Regions from separate parts of the Sus scrofa genome. Here region 1 is linked to region 2. The links are chromatin contacts, called in public promoter capture Hi-C maps. All regions are on one chromosome and are shown on one strand. The core of a region is the stretch at or near the end of the contact, and the rest is flanking DNA. Distances in the headings are between cores, read along the strand shown.

Region 1 (5,649 bases), core at 8-2,507, 1.9 Mb before region 2:
GAGTGAGGCCAGGGATCGAATCCAAATCCTCATAGATATTAGTTGGGTTCTAAACCTGCTGAGCCACAACGGGAACTCTGGAACTCAGTTGTCTTTATAATGCTCACAAAAGCTGGAAAGATGGTGAACTCCAGCAGTTGAGATATGCTTGGGGAGCATAGCGTGTGGGAACGTTCATGTTTCTATAATCTCATGGAGGTGGTGTACGTGTGTGTCACCATGGTGGGGGCAGGGAGTGCTCCCCACAGAGTGAAACCATTGCAGCAGAGTGTGTGAAAGTGGTGAGGTGATTTCGTCCACGGTGCTGGGCGTGTGTGTGCTCAGCTCCTCCTGGGTTGAGAGACCTGGGTTCCGGTTTGGTGGCCTTGGATCTGTCCCTCAGACCTTCCTGAACCTCAGTGTCCTCATTTTTATTTATTTATTTATTTATTTATTTATTGGCCATGTCCCTGGCATGTGGAAGTTCCTGGGGCCAGGGTCTGAACTCATACCACGGCAGTGACAATGACAGGTCCTTAACCCACTGAGCCACCAGGGAACTTCACGTTTCCTCATTTTTTTTTTTTTTCTTTTTGTTGTTGTTGTTGCTATTTCTTGGGCCGCTCCCGCGGCATATGGAGGTTCCCAGGCTAGGGGTTGAATCAGAGCTGTAGCCACTGGCCTACGCCAGAGCCACAGCAACGCGGGATCCGAGCCGCGTCTGCAACCTACACCACAGCTCACGGCAACGCCGGATCGTTAGCCCACTGAGCAAGGGCAGGGACCGAACCCGCAACCTCATGGTTCCTAGTCGGATTCGTTAACCACTGCGCCACGACGGGAACTCCACGTTTCCTCATTTTTAAATGAGGGAGTTGGACTGGTTGATTTCTATGGTTCTGACCTTGTTTTGTCATGCTAAGCATTCAGCTTGGGGCGAGGGGGCCTTGGTGACTGGTTTTACTGTCAAATTTCTTCTGGGTCTCTGTTCCAGTGGGTCTCTGTTCCAGTGGGTCAGCCACTCTGTGGTGGTGACTCTCCATGCCAGGTTCTGTACCTGAGTTGTTGCTCACTGAAGCAATGGAATTTGGCTTTTTGGAAATGCTGTCTTACTCACTGAAAAATGCAGGAAGCTTGAGTGTGAAACTCACTCATCAAAAAGAAAACACACACACACACAGCAAGAAACCACAGGGCCTATCAGCTTGTCGTCATCAAGCAGACTAGAATAGTGCAGAATACTCTAGGCAGAGAGGAAATGAACTTGAGAGAAGGGGGAACATAGGGCAGTGAGGAGAGAAAGAGGGCGGGAGTGGAAGGAGCGCTGAGGCTCAGGGCCGGGGATGGTGGGAGGATGGAGGACGTGGTGAAGCAGGGCTTCCTGTACCTTCAGCAGCAGCAGACTTTCGGGAAGGTAGGAAGAGCTGGACTGGGCTGGGCTGGGGCTGGGCCGAGAGGCTGGGGCTTCGCTAGACTCTCCCGGGGAGGAGAGGAGACCCTGGAATGTTCCAGAACCCTTAGGAGATGCCAGGGACTGTGCCATCAACCGCCTCAGGCCCAGAGCACAAGCTTGAGAGGGCTCTTTCCTCAGCAGCTGCTGACCTCCCTGACCAGGCCCCAGACTCTGCTCTTGCTGACGGCTGCTGACCCGGGGTGGGGGTGGGGAGGAGTGGGGGGAGGGGCTCTGGCTCTGTTTCTTGCCTTTCTTGCCCTGTGGCAACTTCTCACCAGGGCACCTTGGGAGGGGATGGAGGGAATGGCAGAGGGGATCATTTGGGATTGCAGTGGGAGTTCCTTCCTTTTTTCCTGCCCCAGTGGGGTGCGTTTGGCCTGTGAGCTTGAGCTTGGTCTCTGGGAGCCAGGGCCCCGTGGTGTCCTGATTCCTTTCCCCTCCTTGGCCTCCTTGAATGAGGAAGTGCTCCTTCCTTCAGCTGACCCACCCCAGGGCTCCTCTCCGTCCGTCTGTCTCTCTCATGGCCTGACTTGTCAGGGGATGGGGCGGGAGGGTTCAGGAGGGTCAGCTGACGTTCCTGGGGACAGGTGCCTTCCATGAGGCCTCACACAGAACCAGAATGATGGGCCCCAGTCTGGGCCATCCTTCTGGGCCTCAAGACGCACAGGCTTTCTGCCTGGTGACTCGGATCCCCTGGGTTGGGCCTGCCGGGCCTCCCTGCAGTCTGCCTCCACGGGGCTCTCCACTGTGCCTTTTCTACCTTTAGCATCTTCTCCGCTGTCCTCACAGGCCTCCTTCTGGGTTGCTTGGGGGTGGATCTCCAATGCTTCCTAATTCCCAAGGCCTCCGTTAGGCTCCCTGCCTCCTTGGGTCTCCTGTGATCCTCACCTCCGTCTCCCTTGGGCCCTCCTCTCCCCTCTGGTCACCGTCTCTCCGTCTCCCCATCTGGGGGCAGAAATGGCGCCGGTTCGGGGCTGTGCTGTACGGAGGGTCGGGCTGTGCCCTGGCCCGGCTGGAGCTCCAGGAGGGCCCGGAGAAGCCTCGCCGGGGAGAGCCCCCCCGGAGGGTCATCCGTCTCAGTGACTGCCTGCGGGTGGCCGAGGCTGGTGGGGAGGCCAGCAGCCCCCGGGACACCAGCGCCTTCTTCCTGGAGACCACAGAGCGCCTGTACCTGCTGGCGGCCCCAACCACAGAGCGTGGCGACTGGATACAGGCCATCTGCCTCCTGGCCTTCCCGGTGAGTCGTCCAGGGCTGCGGAAAGGCGTGGGGGCACTTGATGCTTGCTCTGGGCCAGTGTTGGAAGGGCCAAGGTCAAGATGCTGGGGTGGGGGAGGAAGCATCCCGAGTCAGAATAGGGGGTAGCTGGTTGAGTGTGTTTTGAAAGAAAGCTGGGCCAGAGGTAGGGCTTGGGGTTGGTGATGGTGGTGAGCCTTGGGTTTCCTCCCCAGGGCCCGAGGAAGGAGCTGTTAGGCCAGGAGGGAAAGGGCAGCCGGCCCCGCATGGAGGAGAATGAACTGTACAGCAGCACGACCACAGGTGAGGTGGGGGGCTGCCTCTTTTCCGTGGGTGCTCTCCCCAGGGCGTACTGGGGAGGCAGTGCAGGCTGGCTGACTGCCAGCGGAGTCTTCCTGCCTTGTGGTTGCCCCTGGCCCTGGCCAGCCCCTTATCAGCATCGCTTCCGGCCTGGCCTGTGGTGGGGGAGGCTGGCCAGCATGCATGTCAGCTCTTCACCTGCAGTCCGCTCCCTCTTGTCCAGGCCCTGCTGCTGGGAAAGGCCCAGCCGGAGGGTCTGGGTGAAGGTGCTGCTCTTGAACTCTCTCTTGTGGGCACTGAGCAATTGACTGTAAAAAGAATGGTTTTCTTCCCGTGGATTAAGGTGTCCTGGGACAAGGGAGCTTTTGGCTGACAAGGCAGTCCCCCTCCTGCCCTCTGGATGGGTGTGTGTGGAGAGCAGGTGGACTGGGGGCTGGGGAGACATCCGGGCTCCTAGCCTCGGAGGGCACCTGATGGCATCGGTAGGAGGAGGGTGGGCCGAGGGCTGGGCGGGCAGGGTTGGCTGCACCTGCAGCCGTGACTGCAGGGATTGGGGAGGCGGCTGGGTGGGGGCAGAGATGAGATGGAGGAGACAAGGCTTTGGCTCTGGCGACAGGGGCCGGAAGGAAGTGGCACGAGGTCAGGGTGCATGTGGCTAGGGTGTGATGTCTCCTGGGGGGGAGGGGTGGAGGTACCTGGTATTTTGGGGAGTATGACCTGGCACAGAGCAGCACAGCTTTTGGGACCTTGGCTGCAGGGTCCTGGGGATATGGGTCATACCTTTTCTGGAAAGCTGGCGCGCTATTTAGAGCAGGGCAGAGGTGAGACAGGCCAGCCGTTTCCCATTAACTGCTCCCCCTCCTCCCCAGCGGTCCCCTGCAAGGAGTTTGCTGTGACCATGAGGCCTACAGAAGCCAGTGAGAGGTGCCGGCTCTGGGGATCCTATACCCTGCGGACTGGGGAGAGCGCCCTGGAGCTGTGGGGTGGTCCTGAGCCAGGCACCCAGCTGTATGAATGGCCCTACAGGTTCCTGCGGCGCTTTGGGCGGGACAAGGTGAGCCGGGGCTGTGAGGGGCAGGTTTAAGACGTACTGAGCTCTGAGAGCAAGGAAACTATCAAGGAAGGGGCGAAGGGGCCCACAAGGGAGGAGAGAATGGGAGGAGGAAGAGAAGATAGAGGCCGGCAGAGGAAAAGCAGCCCAGCTCTGGGGGCTGGAGGACAGAAGCAGGGGAGGGGAGATGGTGGTGGAGGAGGGTGAGAAGGAAAGCAGAGGTTACAGGGTGGGCAGTGGCTGGCCTCGTGCAGCACAAACTGGATGCCAAGCTTCCTGCTCGGATGGATGGGAGGGGAAAGGAGGGAAGATGAGAGAGGCTTCACTTGTAAGAAAAACATGGAGGGAAAGGGGAGGGGGAGCAGCTGGAGGCGGGGGTGGGGCAGGGGGGTAGGCAGTTCCTGGGGAGGGGGTAGTTGGAGGTGATAGGTTTGTGGCTGGGAGCTTGGTCCGGGAGCAGCGGCCCTGCCGTGGCCAGGCAGTCATCTTCTTTCTCCTCCACCCAGGTAACGTTTTCCTTTGAGGCTGGCCGCCGCTGTGTCTCAGGGGAGGGCAGCTTTGAATTTGAAACTCGGCAAGGCAATGAGATCTTCCTAGCCCTGGAAGAGGCCATCTCTGCCCAGAAAAACGCCGCCCCTCCTGGGCCCCAAAGCCAGCCCGTCCCGGTCCCACAGTGTTGCCCCGGCCAGAGAGCCCCTACTCCCGACCCGCCGACTCACTGCCACCACCCTCGCCCACCATCCCGGTGCCCACCCCGCGGCAACGGGGCCCAGAGGGGGAGTACGCGGTACCCTTCGATGCAGTGGCACGTAACCTGGGCAAGAGCTTGAGAGGCATCCTGCCCGGCCCCCGGCAGCTCCCGGTTGACCCTCTGTATGACAGCATCGAGGAGCACCCGCCCCTGAGACCCGACCACATATACGATGAACCCGAGGGCGTGGCCTCCCTGTCCTTGTATGACAGCCCGAAGGAGCCCCGGGGTGAGGCCTGGAAGAGGCAGGCCACAGCTGACAGGGACCGCAGCGGCCTCCAGCATGTCTACGAGTCAGGGCAGGACTTTTCTGCCTCTGGCTGGCCACAGGGAACGGAGTATGACAATGTCGTACTTAAGAAAGGCCCAAAGTGATGGGAGGGCCGGCGAGTTGTGGACCCTATGGGATGCCAGCGCTGAAGCCGCCCTGTGCACACAGGCCAGGGTTAGAGCTGGGGAGAAGGAGCCGGAGGAGTAAGCGGGCATCCCCTTCCAGCTTCTGCTGGTGACCCCTGCTGGCCGCCGCCTCCCAGGACCCTCTCGCTGCTCCTTCCAGAACCCTAGGCTTGGCTGCCTTCGTCTCTTCTGAGGAGTTGCCCCTCGCAGGGCCTGCCTCGTGAGTCACCATCCCAAAGCAGGAAGAGTGCCCTGAAGAGACCGACTCTCCTACTCCTTTCTACTTCCTCTTCTCCACTCCCCACCCCCCGAGCCTAAATGGAACCTCCAGCATTTAGGGCCGAGGACAAAAAGATGTGAGCAGATCGCCCTGGTTCCTTGGCTTGTGCAGGCTGCCTGTCTGCTGACGTCCCCTTCAGAGGACAGCCGTGGCTCCAGGCACTCAGGAGGATGGCTGCAGCTTTCGGACTTGTTTGTGGCATTAA
Region 2 (4,957 bases), core at 1,170-3,669:
ATTCAACTAATGTGCTCAAGATTATTTTAACCCCGTGTATCTCATTTTCCATTTCTTGTTAACAGTCTCATAATTCGGAATTTAAAAAAATTAACAGGATCCAATCTGTGCAGTGGAACTGATTCCTTTGTTCAAAAAGCGCAAATTAAATAACTATAACTTTTTAACCTAGGATGGTATCATCAATCTTTAGAAAAATTAAGAAGTTAATCAACATTTATTCAGAAGAAATTAAAAGCATTAACTAGAAGTAAGACTGTGGCAATATAGGAAAAAGATGATATTCAAATGCAGCTAGCTGTTAGCCTAAGTCTGGTACCATTTGCGCTTTTTAGAATAACCCAGACACAGAATGGAAACTCAACGCAAGTACCCCGACTCCCTACCGTGGTTCCTTTCCTTCCACATTATGACTTCACCCACTATTAGAACAAGGGGTTTAAATGTAAGCTATATAGCAATTGTAAAATACTGTGCCAGGCCCTGAGGATACAAAAGGGGTTCCTGAACTCTAAAGCTTCTGTTTTAGGCATTATGCTGCAACAATTTCGTCCAGAGGAATCTTCTCTGGAGAAGTTCTTCAGTCACTGGCTAAGCACACACAGAATGTTAAGAAATCATACTCATCTCCCTTATAGGGGTTTACAACTTTAATCATGCAGTACTCTTTCAACTATGTTATCATTTCAGCCGATACTCTCTGAATTGAAATTCAGTGAATAAATTACATCGTCGGAAAATGACTACTGCCCCTTAAAATCTTTTCCTAGAAGCACCACTAATGTCTATCTACTCTACCCAAAGAACAATAAAACACACAGGCAATTCATAAAAGAGTATCTGTAACTGTCAGGTACAAATTTATTGTCAAAGTCTATATAAGAACGTCAATTTCTTAAGCCATTTATTTCAGCTCCTATAAACTCTCAACAGGCATTCTCTAATGAAAATAATTGCCAGAAAAAAAAGCACATCTCCGCAAACCATAGACTCAAGTCGCCTTCTTCCTCACTCTGCAGTGCCATCACATGACCCAGTGACTGATCAGGATGGGATTAGTCAGGCAGGAGAGCGCCCCAAACTGAAACCCTTCATCTGAAATTCTTTTTAACCAAGAAGCCACCCACAAACAGGTACTCTGGCAAGTAACCAGTGCAAATACGGTCTCATCACCGGGGGAAACGTCCGGTGCTTTCCTAAGCTTTAAAGAGTCAATTTCCAGGGCTCATTCCCAGTTCCTAAGGAAGCTCTGCAAGAGGTCTGATGCTACTACACAAGAATCATTTCTTTGGGAACTGCTGAGCAGTCCACTTAGGCCTGCTTTATGAAGGTCTGTTTACAATCACAACGCAAACATGCCTATGCATATGCTTTGCACATATGGTATATAATATAGGCAAAGCTGCTGTCTTCCCCAAAACAGCCTTGCACTCAACAAAGTCAATCGTAGAAAAAGGTCCGGCAAGAAACCTGGTATATTCCTGTTCTGTGAATAATGAGGTGTCGACCCTGGCAAGCCCTGTCCCTCCCGGAACCTTAGGCGTCTCACTGTAAAATGAGAGGGCTAGACTAGATGACCTGCAGGGTACTTTTCAGCTCTAGCTTTCTCTCATATCTAGGTGTTCTCCTGCGGAGCAGCCTCTCCTGCAAACAACATCTCCCTCTGGCTGTGGGCCTGACCTCCATCCACGAAAGGCCTCACCACGTCAGCGATGACACCACACCGTCTCCCTCCGCAGGAGCGCAGGACCTGCCCTGAGGTCCACACCCCGGGCAAGGAGATGGGAAGGGACGTTCCCCTGACCCCTGCAGATCCAAATGAGGCCAGGGGAAGATTAGGATAGGAGTGGCAAGGAGCAGCCTTCCCTCCGAGACAGGAAGCAAGCGCCTGAGCATGCTCCAGCCCCGGGAAGCTGGAGAGGGCGGGGCAAGAGCCAGCAGCCCACCAACCCAGAAAAAAGTTCCCGCTGGCGCTCTTGCACTTAGCCCACCTCAGTCATGGAAATTAAGGTACACTCAAATCTTCTCCTAGAGAGAGACGTCTGGGTCGGAATATGGGGACGCCAGAGGGAAAAACAAACCCCGTCACACACCCCACCCCTCTGGCTAAGCAGGTGAGTGGGAGCAAGGGGCTGGGCTAAAAGCAAAGACAGGATCCGTCTTGCTCTCGAATACTCACTGAGACGAGGCTGGGAGAGGTAGTTACGGCTGACTGCCAGCGCCTGCTCTCGAGACCCCACCATGGGCCCGCTGGTGGATACGGGTAGCTCAGGCGCGGCCCCGTTCACGATCCCCCGCATCGCCCGCAGCGCCATCTTGTCTCCTCCGTCCCGACTGGCCCCGCAGCGGCGCCGCGCAGGCGCAGATATAGCTGGGGCGGCCCGCGCCCCGCTCCGCCCATGCGCGCTGCGAAGCCCCCGCCCCCTTGGTTGAGCCCCGCCCGCCGGCGTCCTTGTGACTCGGGATCCGCGTGGGCGGGGCTAAACCCGCGCGCCCTCGAGAGGAGCTGACCAGCGTGCTGGGGGGCGGGCGCCCGGCCAGGGAGAGGCACCCAGAGAAAGGCAAGGTTTGCGGGAGAAAGAAGACAAGAGGGAAGGGGAAGAAAGGCGATTCCATGCAGGAAAACGCCAACCGATGTCTATTTCGTTACGGCATTTCATTATTTTGAGTGAAGAGAGTTCTAAAAATTGCTTTGAGAAACAATATAGAACCTATTCCGGTGACTATTACTTCTTTCACTTTATTAGCTTCCTTTCCAATTCATTCACTTATATATCGGTTCAAAAATATGTATATATTGGACTGTTTTAGGGTGATAGTGGCAGCGTGAAAGACCAAAGTGGGATGTGTTTGAAAAGTATTTAGGGCGCAGAACTAGTGTAAGAATGACGAGCTGGCTGTGGAAGATGGCAGTACAGGCTTGCAGCCCGAGTGCTTGGTGGGTTTTGGTGCTGATTACTGGGTAGAAAATAGAGAAGGAAAGTGAGGAATTTTACTGGTGGTGGAGGAGGAGAAGTAGTAAGCTAATTGGGGGCGCTGTTTGGTTAAGTTGCCTGTGGAATATTCAGAATGAGATTTCTGTTGGACTGAATAGGTACACATCCCAGGAGTCGATCTCCGGGCTAAATCCAAGATCAAATTTATAATATCACCATTTGGTAATATGAAAATAAAACAAATAAGCTAGAGAGTGTGCGTACTATGGAAGATGCTAAAGACCAAGATTAGGGAATGAGTAAAGGAAAGAGCATCCTGTAATCAAACTTGGGATGTTACTGGAGTTGGAGAGAACCCAGAGCACATGTCCTGGAAGAAAAAGAGGAGAAAATCTTAAGGATGGATTATGGTACTATTAATGCCAAAAACTGAAGAGAAGGCAAGCAGGAATATAAGTTGCCATTGCCTTTGGCCTTTAGAAGACCATTGTGATGTGATATATATATATATATCGGTATATCTAACAAATGTTTTCAATTGTTTATGATTTATTAGATATCATATCATATATATTATATATATGTGATCTATATTTATACATATATGTATACAGAGATATTTATTGAAACATTTGTGAAATAGCAAAACTGTAGAAATAATCTAAGGTACATGTCCCTTCATAAGTTCTGGCCTAGTCAAACATATTCCTCAGCCTTTGAAGAATTAGTACAGCCTTAAGTGTTGAAATTTTTAAAATCTTCCAAGATAAATTAACGTTTATTTTATTTTATTTTTTGTCTTTTTGCTTTTTCTCGGGCTGCTCCCACGGCTTATGGAGGTTCCCAGGCTAGGGGTCTAATTGGAGCTGTAGCTGCCAACCTACGCCAGAGCCACAGCAACGCCAGATCCGAGCCGAGTCTGCAACCTACACCACTGCTCACAGCAACACCGGATCCTTAACCCACTGAGCAAGGCTAGGGATCGAACCCACAACCTCATGGTTCCTAGTCGGATTCGTTAACCACTGCACCACGACGGGAACACCAAATTAAGGTTTTTTTTAAAAAAGCAGTTGCAAACTTGTATATAGAGTAGATTAATCTGTATACATTCTAAGTACATATGTGTATATATGTGTGAATATGAAGATGAAACTTCTGCCTTTTTTTTTTTTGTCTTGCTTTCAGCATATGAAAGTTCTCGGACTAGGGGTCGAACCCCTACCGCAGCTGCGAATCCGAGCCACTGCAGTGATAACTCTGAATTCTTAACCCACTGCACCACAAGAGAACCCCTCAAGAATTCTTTTTTTAAAAACGATTTCAAAAAAATTATAGTTGGCTTACAATGTTGTGCCAATTAAGAGTTCTATTTTTAATTTATAACCTTTCTGTGTATTTTCAGTCCTCTAAATTGTATTCACACTGATTTTTTTCCCCCAAATACAAAGCATTTCTTTTTTTTTTTTTTTTTTAATTTTTGTTGTTGTTGTTGTTGTTGTTGCTATTTCTTGGGCCGCTCCCGCGGCATATGGAGGTTTCCAGGCTAGGGGTCGAATCGGAGCTGTAGCCACCGGCCTACGCCAGAGCCACAGCAACACGGGATCCGAGCCGCGTCTGCAACCTACACCACAGCTCACGGCAACGCCGGATCCTCAACCCACTGAGCAAGGGCAGGGACCAAACCCGCAACCTCATGGTTCCTAGTCGGATTCGTTAACCACTCTGCCACGACGGGAACTCCAGCATTTCTTTTTTATAGAAATTCCAAATCTGGTCTTATGCTAATTTTTCACAATAATAGGTAAGTTTCAGATATGAATACCAGACTGTTAACTGTCATTACAGCTTTTATCCTTTTATTTTAGGAGTAGTTCAATATTTTATTTTTTATTTATTAAAAAAAATTTGTTTGGAGTTCCCATCATGGAGCTGCAGAAATGAACCTGACTAGTATCCATAAGGCCACAGGTTCAATCCCTGGCCTCTCTTAGTGGGTTAAGGATCCAGTGTGGCCGTGA

Evidence for each region. Promoter capture Hi-C pulls out the DNA fragments that hold promoters and counts their contacts.
Region 1: a promoter capture Hi-C map of fetal liver shows a contact between it and region 2, with 3 times the contacts expected there. The contact joins the promoter of DOK2 here to the promoter of ATP6V1B2 in region 2. A contact is called at or near these places in 1 of 5 promoter capture datasets (fetal liver) and 1 of 2 datasets of contacts at active chromatin or transcription factors (alveolar macrophages).

Annotation. Positions count from the first base shown.
Region 1 is chr14:6,176,503-6,182,151 of Sscrofa11.1, reverse strand. DOK2 (docking protein 2) reads left to right here and starts at 1,257. Exons shown (of 6, transcript NM_001185102.1): 1 at 1,257-1,393; 2 at 2,388-2,669; 3 at 2,882-2,969; 4 at 3,836-4,020; 5 at 4,524-4,685; 6 at 4,688-5,649. The coding sequence starts at 1,334. The coding sequence ends at 5,143.
Region 2 is chr14:4,286,719-4,291,675 of Sscrofa11.1, reverse strand. ATP6V1B2 (V-type proton ATPase subunit B, brain isoform) reads right to left here and starts at 2,419. Exons shown (of 14, transcript XM_003483379.4): 1 at 2,180-2,419. The coding sequence starts at 2,315.